Linked DNA regions of Mus musculus: regions 2, 3 and 4 are each linked to region 1. The links are chromatin contacts, called in public promoter capture Hi-C maps. All regions are on one chromosome and are shown on one strand. Each heading gives the region's core, a stretch centred on a gene start, on an enhancer-like site or on the middle of the called end of the contact. The rest is flanking DNA. Distances are from core to core; before and after follow the strand shown. Region 1 holds the start of Col8a2 (collagen, type VIII, alpha 2). Region 2 holds the start of Mrps15 (mitochondrial ribosomal protein S15). Region 3 holds the start of Ago4 (argonaute RISC catalytic subunit 4). Region 4 overlaps Ago1 (argonaute RISC catalytic subunit 1).

Region 1 (2,776 bases), core at 253-2,752:
TTTCGTGACAGGGTTTCTCTGTGTAGCTCTAGCTGTCCTGGAACTCACTCTGTAGACCAGGCTGGCCTCGAACTCAGAAATCTGCCTGCCTCTGCCTCCCAAGTGCTGAGATTAAAGGCGTGTGCCACCACGCCCGGCCCCCACTCCCTAAGGTTTGCTCATGATGTTTTCTTTCTTTCTTTCTTTCTTTCTTTCTTTCTTTCTTTCTTTCTTTCTTTCTTTCTTTCTTTCTTTCTTCCTTCCTTCCTTCCTTCCTTCCTTCCTTCCTTCCTTCCTTTCTTTTTCTTTTCTTTTCTCTTCTCTTTTCTTCTTCTTCTTCTTCTTCTTCTTCTTCTTCTTCTTCTTCTTCTTCTTCTTCTTCTTCTTCTCCTCCTCCTCCTCCTCCTCCTCCTCCTCCTTTTATGTTTGTTTTACTAGACAGGGTTTCTCTGTGTAATCCTGTCTATCTTGGAACTCTGTGGACCAGGCTGGCCTTGAACTCACAGAGATCTACCTGCTCCAGCCTCCTTAGTGCTGAGATTAAAGGCATGTGCCAGTGCAGCTGCCGCTGCTGGTACCACCACCACTGGTTTCTGCCTGCTTTCATATAGAACTCAAGACCACCAGCCCAGGGATGGTCTCCACCAAAAATGGGTTGGGTCCTCCATCACGAATCACTAACTAAGAAAATGCCTTGCAGTTGGATTTTATGGAGGCATTTTTTTTCAATTGAGGTTCCCTCCTGTCACATAACTCTAGTTTGTGTCAAGTTGACATAAAACTAGCCAGCACACAAGATCTATGTAGTCTTGGCTTTCCTAGAACTCACTAATATAGACCATAGCTGGCTTAGAACTCAGAGATCTGCCTGCCTCTGCCTCCTGAGTGCTGGGATGAAAGGGATGAAAGGCATGTGTCTCTCCCTCCCCTCTTTTAAGACGCCTCTCCCCAGCCCCCAAATCCTGTCCATTTCATTGCTGCAGCTCCTCTCTGGGATGACCTTCCTTCCAAAATGCATGTCTAAATGTTTGGACCATCCCAGGACTCCCCGTGGCCCTCTCTGTTACCTGTGCAGCAGCGACCTGGCTCTTTCAAAGTACAGATCTGGTCACTCCAGAGATCTCCATGGCTCCCCATTTCCCTGAAGGTAACATCTAACCAACTTCAGTAAGGCCCTTGCCTGCCTGTGTTCACTACACCAGCTCAGCTCACCAGACCCTCAAGACCTCCTTTCCTTCCCGCTGAGTCCTCCTAGCTCAACCTAGGTCACCGTGTCGGGGGAGTCTTGAGTCTTATGTGGATTCCTTATGAATAGTGCCCCATGGACCACTCCGTGCGCCCCACCCTCTTTGCAGCGCCGTTGTCTCCTGCAGCCGTCTAGGGCAGGGGTCCGCGGAGCTCAGAGGCTGCTAGCCCGCTGCGCTGCGGACGGGCGGGGCGCGCACCCTTGGCTGTGGCTGTGGAAAGAGCAAGGCGGAGGCCCCGCCCCACCGCGCCCCTCCCGCCGCCCGCCCACTCGGCCGGGGCGCGGGGCAGCGGGGCAGCGGGCAGAGCGACGCGGAGTTCTGGCGGTGCGGACCCCGACGACGCCCTGGCCCCGAGCCTGCGCCATCCGGGTCGCCCTCGAGCGCCGGAGCGCCGCCCGGAGGCCGCCCTGCAGGTAAAGGCGGGCAGCATTGCGGGGTTTTGGGCTGGTGGGGGCCCCGAGGGCCGGATGCAGCCAGGTGTCCAGCCCCGACGGGGCGCTGTGCCTCAGGCCCCAGTGCGAGGACAGGACCTGGAGGCGACTAGCGCTGGGGGGTGGCCGGAGGATGAGGGGGTGCTCACCCGTCCCCTGGACGTAACGAAGATAGAGCTCCCTGTTTCCTCCCTTTCCTCCCTCTCCAACACTGGACAGTGGCTCCGGGTATGTTACTTCGCTTCACCTGTAAAAAAACGGGAATAGCAAAATTGCCTTCGAGGTGAGGTTGAGGAGAGAAGGGGAGGTGAAGGGAGCATCAACGTCTACCTTACCTTCTCTCCCCATCTTTCTGCCATTTCTGATTCTCCTGCGACCTCCAAGTTACTTGGTTTTCTGTCTCTACCCCCAAGTTCTTTCTATTTGGAGTAACCTGGCAACATCTACCGACACTGAAGACAGGCTCTGAGGAATGTTTCTGCCAGAGGCTCTGCACCCCCACGCCCATTGAGACTTGTAGGGACTGAGGAGGTTGTGTCTGACCAAAAGTGGCTGGGGTCCCAGGTCCTTGGAATAGCTTTCCGGTGTCTCCCCCACACTGAGCCCAGGAGGCTCTGAGATAGAGAACAGCTATCAGCCAGAAGACCTCTGGAGTTGCACCCAGGAGGGAGGGATCTGAGTTTGCTTGGAGTGTGTGTGTGTGTGTGTGTGTGTGTGTGTGTGTGTGTGTACACTCGCGCATATCTGCTAGAAACACTTTGTCCGGGAGAACAGCCTAGACTCCTCACACAGAAATGCATCTGACCTTTCAGGGTACCCTGCCAGCCCAGAAGTCTTCCTTCACTTGCCTGCCATGGAAGCTGGGGGCGGGGAGGACAGAGATGCTGGAGGGTGTGCAGATAGGGTCTCTCAGTAGGGATAGCGGATCCTCACTGGCCTGAGCAAAGGGATCCACCCCCGCCGGGGAGGAGTGTGTGTGTGTGGGGGGGGGGGGTCACAAAGAGAGCTGGTGGTCTTGGTGGGGAGTCTGGCCTCCCCTTGATCTGATGAATACAGATGGAGACATGGATACACAGAGCCCTCTAAAAAGATAAGTCACATACAGCCGCGCTCCCTCCC
Region 2 (2,787 bases), core at 218-2,717, 240 kb before region 1:
CCCCTCCCCTTTTTGAGACAGGGTCTTATGTAGCCCAGTCTGGGCTCAAACCAGCTATGCAACCAAGGATGACCTCGAACAACTTTTAATCCTCTTGCCTTCCATTCCAAAGTCCTGGGGTCACAGGCATATGCCACTACACCCAGTTTTTACGTACCACTGGGAATCCAACCCAGGACTGTGCATTCTAGGCAGGGACTCTGCTAACCAAACCACATCTTCAGTTGCCTAATGTCATTTGAGTTTCATGTAACCACATTTGTCAGGATTATTCCCTGTGCTAATGGAGACCTTTCCACAAAAGCCTTGCCTGTCTTGGGTCTACTTTCCCCGGCCCTGATCTCAGGCTTGGGATGGTGTGTTCTTTCCTTGCCCCTCTCTTTACCCTCCCCACTACTTTTCCTTTATATTTGCCCTTGCATCCCTCATTTCAGTTTTACCACAGCTGAGTACCGAATACTGACTATTTAAACATGTGTTTTGTATACAGCTGCTTCGGTCTATAGGCTGAACAATGTAAAAGACATTGCTACCAATCTCATTTGATGTTTTGAGAACACTGCAGCCCATAAAGGTAGACTTTGCCCACAGGGTCTCATAGTAATGGCTCAGTACCCTACCAAAAACTCTATCCTTAGTCACTGAGATACAAGCCAACGAAAGAAGGCTAGAACCTGAGGGTTCTTACAGGGCCCCGGTGTCTGGAGGAGGGCCAAGAAAGAATATTAGCCTCTGGAGAAGGTAAGGAGAGTCCCACAGAAGCCCTAAAATAACTAGGACCTAAGACAATGGTTCTCTTTTTTTTTTTTAATTAAAGATTTATTTTATTTTATGTATATGAGTACACTGTAGCTGAACAGATGGTTGTGAGTCTTTTTTTTTTTTTAGATTTATTTATTGTTATATGTAAGTACACTGTAGCTGTCTTCAGACACTCCAGAACAGGGCATCAGATCCCATTACAGGTGGTTATGAGCCACCATGTGGTTGCTGGGATTTGAACTCAGGACCTTAGGAAGAGCAGTCAGTGCTCTTAACCGCTGAGCCATTTCTCCAGCCCCAGGCAATGGTTCTCAACCTTCCTAATGCAGAGATACTTTAATACAGTTCTTCATGTTGTGAAGACCTCTAATAAAATTATTTCCGTTGCTAGTTCATAACTGCAATTTTGCTACTATTATGAATTGTGATATAAATATCTGATATGCAAGATATCTGATGTGTGACCCCTATGAATAGGTCGCTCAACAACCTTCACCCCCCATGTGTCTTGACCAACAGGTTGAGAACTGAGGACCAGGTCAGGAACATAAGGAATTTAGAAAGTGATTAGGCCGGATGCAAGGTCAATAGGTGACATTATAGCGTTCACACAGTGCTCCGGGCCTGTAAGCGTAGAAACAGGCCCGCCCACCAGGCCAAATTCCTGGGCTCCGCCCCAGCTCCCTGACAATCCGGAACCGATCCATTCGCTCAGCCCTCGGCAGCTCTTGTCGCGCTCTCACCTCGATTGGTCGAGCCCGAACCGTCATGGCTGCGCCCATGTAACCTGGATCCACCGCGGAGCGGGCAGTGGCGGTGCGGGCCCCCCGTCGAGTCGGGAGTCAACATGCTGCGGGCCGCGTGGCGTGCGCTGAGCTCTGTTCGTGCCCAGGCGGTGACACGGGCCCCAGTCCCTGCGCTGAGGGGCGGAAGTAGCGCCAGTCTGCTCTCTGCGCGCTGTGGCCTGCAGCCTCCGAGTGAGCCGCCGAGCTGGGTCCCAAGGGACTGGGCGAAGATGGAGGAGACCAGGCACCCGGAGACCCGAGAAAGGCAGTGACAGGATGAGAAAGAGGGTGATGGCTAGGGAAGGGGTGATGAGGAGGGAGATAGGGAAGTGAGGCGGTAGTTAGGTGCAGGTGCCTACAGTTCGTGGGAGAAGGGACATGAGGGGCTGTGTATGGCAGAGTCTCAGCCCTTTCTATTCTGCGTAGGTCTACTGCGCGCCGCGCGAGCATACGCCGCCGTCCAGAAACCAGGTACGAGGACTTGGGTTGTTGAGACTTGAGGCCGCCTGGAAGGCTTGGGGTGGACAAGGGAACAGAGGTGGCGCGCAAAGGGACAGGCCAAGACCCCCCCACATTCATTGTTTAGGGGTGCACGAGAAGGTAGAAGTAAGAGCTTTCGCGTGAAAGCACTCACTCATTTGACAATACAGATCACCAAAAGCTCCGCCTCGTTGTGTGCATCCCTACTGTGTCAGATGAGAGTGAGGTCGAAGCCCGAGGTCCAACCCAGTCCAGCTTGGCTGGACCCAATGAGTGTGTGGCTGGCAACACTAGCAAGAGTTACAATTCTAGGAATGTAACACTTTTTATCTGCTATTCTGAGAGGAAGGATGAAGTTTCCCATCCTAAGTTAGCATGCCTTAGGGCCCTCTAACAAACACATACTATTTGAGGCAAGTTTGCTTTTTTTGTGAACCAGCGCTGAAATGAGTGTCAAAGGATCCATTGGAACACAGTTAATAGGATTCAATCATGGCAGCGGTATGAAAAGCACCCTTAACCCCGTGCACAATAAACTGTGATATCATAGTCTTTATTGCTTCTAGTGTCCTTTGCATAGTGGCAGGACAGAGTCTGGCTTGAGAGGATAGATTATCTTGGTTGCGCTGGACTGGGTTGGACTACAGGCTTCAACCTCACTTCCAGTGACATAGTAGGAATGCACACACAGAAGCCGAGCTTTTAGTGATGCGAACTGGCTATTGACATTCCCTTAAAGCTAGCAGCACTTCCTCTCACC
Region 3 (2,993 bases), core at 481-2,980, 250 kb after region 1:
TGGTACAGTCCCAAAGCCATAAGCATCCCTTTATCTATAGGAACATGTCTGAAATAACAGCATAATATGCTGAGGTTTATCAAATATATATAACAATATATTTGACAATCTGTAACAAACCAATGTGGTTTTTTCCCTTTAGAAACAGTCTATGTAGTCCAAACTATCTTCAAACTCTTACTCCTCCTCAGCCTTCCAAATGCTGAGATTATAAGTATGCACCACTACAGCAGGCTCAAACCTGTTTGTTTATTTTATAATCAGGGTCTCAAGTAGCCCAGGCCTACCTCAAACTCACTTTGTAACTGAGACTGGCCTTGAACTCTGGAGCTCCCTGCCTCCACCCCAGAACTGTTTGCATTATGAGCATATGCCACCATGCCCAGCTAAGCCGATTTATTTTTTGAAGGCTTATGACATTTGACTATGTGGGCTTTTTAAGAAAACCTTAAGCAGCAAATAAAGATAGGATTTAATCGCTCAGTTATGTAAATATGTTCCAAGTTAACAAACCTGCAAAATTTCCAAATGCAAACAATAAACCTAATTTTCTATGAATTTTAAAAACATACAACTAAGTCTACTATGTAGACAAGGTTTGAATATGAAAACTAATTCCATCACTGCCCCTAAACCTTGCCCTACTTAGCCAAGCCATTAGCAACCTGTTGTAGGGCTTGAGACAGGAGCACAAGGCTCCAAACGAAGAGTATTCGTGAGAGTTTGGAAAGCTTCCTTGGGTTGGAGCAGAGAGCGAGAGAACCAGGGGCCACCCATAACCAGCAAAGAATCACAGTTTCAAAAACACTTTTTCGTTTGATTTTAACAGCCTCTGATAACCCAATTAAAAGGGAAGGCAGGGCATTGATGCCCTTGCTGGAGAGTATTGGATTGTCATTCCAGAGCACTCTGGGACTGACAAACTGACAGATACCAAACTTCAGAGTTTTGGAAAAAGAACGGACATTTCTCCCTTTGGCTTTCAGGGACATGAGTGAGTGGGTCTCTCCTCCTCATCTGAGGAACCAGATGCCAGTGCAAAAGAAAACAGGGATTCTGCCCCACACCAAGAAAACCCTTGACAGAAGGTAGAAGGCCTTCCAGGTTTGGGCCGGGCCTCGGCGTGCCCCAGACACACGGTCCCATTTGAGGCCCCAACTAGCCTCGCGGCGACCGTGGACAGAGATCTAAGGTCCGAACAGGTCTGCCCTACCCCGGGGAACTCGGGTCACCTCTTGAGCCTCCCTCCCTTAGACGGGTCCCGAATAGACCTAGAGTCTTCAGCTGGGGCGTGGTCCCCGCCCCCCAGGGACGAGGGCATGGGACCCCTTCCTTCCCGGGGCCTGGCAGCCGGCAGCCGGGTCCGCGAGCGGCGGTCGGGCAGCGACAGTCCCTTCCGCCGGTCTGTCTGCCCTCCCGAGCCCCAGGTCTGACCCTGGTCCGAGCGCGCTCCTCACCGGGTCCCAGCGCCTCCATGGCGGCGACGGGGGCCGCCTCGCTCCGGTCCCCAGCGCCTCCCGCTCCGGGCCCCGCCGGAGCCGCGTAACGCTTGCTCTCTGGAATATTGGCGCTGAAGCGGCGCCGCGAAGACGCGGGCCGGGGGCGGGCAGGGGGCGGCGGCGGCGCCCAGTCCGGGGACAGGGACCCGACTCTGTCACGGCTCTTCCGGCCTCAGCGACAACAAAAACAATCCCGGCCGCTGCCGCCGCCGCCGCCAGCTGGAACGGGAGCGGGAGGCGGCGCGCGCCCGCCGGGCGGGGCGGGGGCGCCAGGCGCCTGCGGTCCCGGGTCCCGGCTAGCGAAGGGGGCGTGCGCGGCCCCGCACGCGCGGGGTCCAGCGAGCCTGACCGAGGCAGGGGGCGGGGTGCGGCAGGGACGGGCGCGCGCCCGGGGGGCCGAGCCCAGAGGACGCGTCAGGCGCGCGCCCGCCCGCCCTTCCACCAGCGGGCCCGCTCGCCTGCGGTCCCGCACGCCGCTCCGCCGGTCCCCATTCTGGCAACCTTCCTCCAAGTCGCCATCGAAAGAGCTGGATTCCAGTCCTTGATGACCCACAGGCAGCAGCCCTCCACTTCGTCCTGAGACTCACCTTAGGAACCTGTCCTCCATCGCTCCACCACCACCAGAGATGACCCCTGGACACTTCAGGCACAATCGGTCCTTCAGTCACCTTCAGTCATTCCTCCTACTCCACCCCCACCCTCACCCCGGACACCACATATCCAGTCACCTTCCTTCCCTGTGCAGGGAAAGCAGGTTCTGTTCTGGGTCCCAAGACTGGTCAACATGTCACCAAGGCAGCAGGTAGCTCAGCGAGTCAAGTGTCCTTAAAGTTTCCATTCAGGACTTCCAGTTAAGACAGGACCATAGGCTGTCTGGTCAACTAAACGGGCAACGGCAGTCTATTAGTTAAAAAGGCACAACACTCTCATTCTAGTTTGCTGGGGCCCACCATTGGGTACCTCAGCTTAGTGCAATAGAAATGCGTTTTCTCTCAGTTTTGCACACCGACAGTCTAATAAAATCAAGGCGAGTTGGGGCAGGGGGTGTGATTTTTCTCCTTCGGTTGTAGAAATCTATCTTCTTGTGCTATCACACGGTCTTCCCATGGTAACTTCTATTCAAACCGCTCCTTTTTGTTTGGTTGGTTTTAATTAATTTATGTGTATGAGTATTTTTTGCCTGCATGCATGTGTTTGTGCCTGGTGCCTCCGGAGACCAGAAGACCAAATCGAATCCCCTCGAAACAGGATTACAGATAATGTAAGCTGTGTAGGGGCTGAGAATCAAACCTGGGGCCTCTGCAAGAGTATGAGGTACCCTTAACCACTAAAGCCATCTCTACAGCCCCCAACTTCTTTTTCTTATAAGGAAGATGGCTCAGTGGGTAAAGGTACTTTATAACATTGACAGCCTGAGTAGGAAGTTGGAGAGTTCAAGGCCAGCCTTTGCTACCAAAGAATTTAAGGCAATCCATGTTTTAAGAGACTCCAGCC
Region 4 (2,700 bases), core at 36-2,535, 150 kb after region 1:
AAAATCACAGCAAGATCTGTCACCCAAGTCATTTTTCTTGGTCTTTTTTATGGAGACATGGTCTTGCTACATAGTGCACACTGGCCTGGAATTCACTGAGTAGCCCAGGTGGACCCTGAACTTGCAAATCTTCTGCTTCAGCCTTAGTGCTGAGATAACAGAATTACAGACATGGGCCATCGTGCCCAGCATTCTCTTGCTTTTATTTCATGAATGGCACATAAATACCAAAGGACCGAAACTGCTTTTCATTCTAGCTTAAAACCCAACTGGAGAGAGTGAGGCAAAGAAAAAGGAGAAAACAAAATCTTGTTGCTGGGAGTTGTGACAGCCACCTGTTCCCTATGGGCATCTGCAAATGCTGGTGAATGATTGGACCCTCCTGGAGTAGTGCCCTTAATCCAAGCCCCCAAATGTACCCAAGTTGACAACACACTGTCTGCAAAGAGCTCCCTCCCCAAAGGGTGATGGAACACGAAGTAGACTGTCTATGAAGGCGATGGACAGGGCAGATGGAGTGTTGGCATCACTCTGTTTAGGCACTTGTGTAAGGAATGTAGGCTCTCCAGTGAGCTGCCTCTTCCCAGAGCCCTCCGTTCTGTTCTCCGGCTGGGCCTGTGCCCATGGGGCACTCCATACTGTAGCCAGCAGAAAAGTACAGGAGGAACTACTGAACAGTCCTGGGCTTTTTCCATAAGGAATATTTGTGCTACCTGTTGGGAAGTTACTGAATAATGTAGCCAGCCATAACTGAATCTGGACTATTTGCATAGCAAATCTGGGTCTATACATGGGCTCTTGGGGAAAGGTTTTGACTCCATAGGCCAGGGTTCAGATCTTCCTTTCTCCAGCGGGCCTCTAAGCCTGGGCTAGAGCTAACATATCATGGCTTCATCGCCAGAGTAGGGCAATCCTAAGCTCAGGCTCCTCAGAAGGGGAACCTGTACACGGAGGTTCAAATTTCCCATCCCAAGCAATAATGCAGGAAGAAAAAAGAATGGTCAAGGAAAGAGGGGGCCTTGCTTCAAGGTCAGCAAAGACAAAGCTAGAACCCACTTCTTTTCCAGTCCTGCAAGACAGCTAGCTGAACCCCAGAACCTCAAGAGAGGGGTAGAAAAAGAAAAGCCCATGCCACCCACTCACATGCCCTAGTGAGAAACAGGAAAATTTCATTTGTGTAAACAGAAGCAAATGGGAGCAGCAAAATTCCCCAGCCTGTCCAGAGGACGTGCTAGAGTCTCGGTTAGTCAGGGATCAAAGGACAGTCCAGTCCAGAAAAGGGGAAGATGCACTTACAGGGAAGAGGGCAGGACAGCGCCCTGGAGGGAGGCTGTCTCGAGAACAAGGCTTTGTCTGCACAGAGGAAGGACAGAGGCTGAGCCCCACCTTGGGGAGACAACCACCCCCTACTTAGCTAGGCCAGAACACAAGTCAGTTCCACAGTTCCCTCTTACGGCTCCATGTTTCTGGAATGCAGACTCATCAGGTATGGGAGGGAATTTCCAGATTTTGGCAATAGACTCAAGTTATGGTATAAAAATAACCTTTAGATTTTTTGTTTTCTTATTTTAGTCCTTACGATCTTCTGCTGTAAGACACCCCAGTTAAGAAATATTGAAACGAGACTTTACCATCAGGGGTAAAAAAGCCAAGAATGAGAAATACTATGACAGTAACTCTAGATCTGGCAGGGTGGTGGTGGGGCCAGGGAAAAGAGGAAGCTAAAGGGGAAAGGCCAAGGGCCAGTCATCTCAGCAGCTCGGAGACTTGTCACGTCTGAAAGTGCAAATGTCAATGGATTTTAACCATCTTGAGGTTGTGACCTTTTTTTAAAAGCTCAATGATTATGGAAGTCAATTCCTTCAAATGAAAATTAGCTGGCATTCTGGCTGGAGGCTCGCTGGCATTGGGCTATTTCTGCCCTCCCTCCCTCCCTCCTTTCCCACCCACACCCCACCCCACAGAGAAAGGTACAAAAGGTTGCAGTTCTGCAGCATTACCGTTGCGGGAAGGCACTGGTTACCCACCAGCAGGCGGAAGGAAGACAGGGTCATGTCACCTCAGAGCTAAGTGCCATAGTGCCTTAAGTGTTACGAGGGCTGGATGTCTGTCAGGGAAAAGGTGCATGGGGTAGAGAATGTGGAGAGGAATGATGGGAGGGGATGGCAGCTGGGGAGGAGCAACCCAAACCATTAGCATTAAAAATCTTCCTACAAAGTGGATTCTGAACCCATGAAAACATCTAGTATCCTAAAATATTGATCTGAGTCTGTTTTCCTTTTTCTTAAACAAATCTAGACCTTTTCTGATTAAGGCTCCTAAAAATTCCTGCCCTCTTCCCACCCACTTTCTCATCTAGAATAGCAAACCCAAACATACCAGCATTTGACCACAGGGCTGCAGAGCTGACCCTAGCAGGCTGTTGAGCATGAGTCTTTAGCACTGTGAGTCACATGAGACAACTGTGTGTATGGTGGGTACTAGTGATGCCCCTTTTGGTCCAAGGGGGTCGGATATGACAAGATGGGGAGAGGGGTTGAGGACAATGAGGTTGCTATCAGTGATTTCTGGCTGGTAGTCTGTCTTGCTGGTCCTCTTCCCACCCTTATACCCCCTCTGTAGATAGAAACAAGGCCTCCTATACTCCTTCCGACCCCACCTCCCTCTGCCTTGCTTCCTCTGGATTTGGGTGGTACAGCT

The links. Promoter capture Hi-C pulls out the DNA fragments that hold promoters and counts their contacts. Capture Hi-C pulls out chosen DNA fragments and counts their contacts.
Region 2: a promoter capture Hi-C map of adipose tissue shows a contact between it and region 1. The contact joins the promoter of Mrps15 here to the promoter of Col8a2 in region 1. A contact is called at or near these places in 4 of 39 promoter capture datasets (the 3T3-L1 cell line, embryonic stem cells, erythroid cells and 1 more), 4 of 115 datasets of contacts at active chromatin or transcription factors (the SCID.adh cell line, embryonic hindbrain, embryonic stem cells and 1 more) and 3 of 9 other capture datasets (adipose tissue, liver and pancreatic islet).
Region 3: a promoter capture Hi-C map of embryonic stem cells shows a contact between it and region 1. The contact joins the promoter of Ago4 here to the promoter of Col8a2 in region 1. A contact is called at or near these places in 3 of 39 promoter capture datasets (all in embryonic stem cells), 1 of 115 datasets of contacts at active chromatin or transcription factors (embryonic stem cells) and 1 of 9 other capture datasets (liver).
Region 4: a contact with region 1 is called in a promoter capture Hi-C map of macrophages, with 5 read pairs. The contact joins the enhancer-like site here to the promoter of Col8a2 in region 1. A contact is called at or near these places in 2 of 39 promoter capture datasets (hippocampal neurons and macrophages), 1 of 15 datasets of contacts at CTCF or cohesin (the NIH/3T3 cell line), 3 of 484 Hi-C or Micro-C datasets (the G1E-ER4 cell line, bone marrow-derived macrophages and uterus) and 3 of 9 other capture datasets (adipose tissue, liver and pancreatic islet).

Annotation. Positions count from the first base shown.
Region 1 is chr4:126,285,292-126,288,067 of GRCm38.p6, forward strand. Col8a2 (collagen, type VIII, alpha 2) reads left to right here and starts at 1,503. Exons shown (of 4, transcript NM_199473.2): 1 at 1,503-1,639.
Region 2 is chr4:126,045,461-126,048,247 of GRCm38.p6, forward strand. Mrps15 (mitochondrial ribosomal protein S15) reads left to right here and starts at 1,468. Exons shown (of 8, transcript NM_025544.2): 1 at 1,468-1,739; 2 at 1,974-2,018. The coding sequence starts at 1,610.
Region 3 is chr4:126,531,728-126,534,720 of GRCm38.p6, forward strand. Ago4 (argonaute RISC catalytic subunit 4) reads right to left here and starts at 1,731. Exons shown (of 18, transcript NM_153177.3): 1 at 1,458-1,731. The coding sequence starts at 1,476.
Region 4 is chr4:126,436,751-126,439,450 of GRCm38.p6, forward strand. Ago1 (argonaute RISC catalytic subunit 1) reads right to left here. Exons shown (of 19, transcript NM_153403.3): 19 at 1-2,700. Among named protein-coding and RNA genes, the nearest start is that of Ago3, 8.6 kb to the left of the region's middle. Within about 2 kb of position 1,286, at least 27 of the 459 cell types and tissues checked have an H3K27ac peak or open chromatin away from gene starts, as enhancers often do. A contact at or near this core is called in adipose tissue, bone marrow-derived macrophages and macrophages, where this site is marked.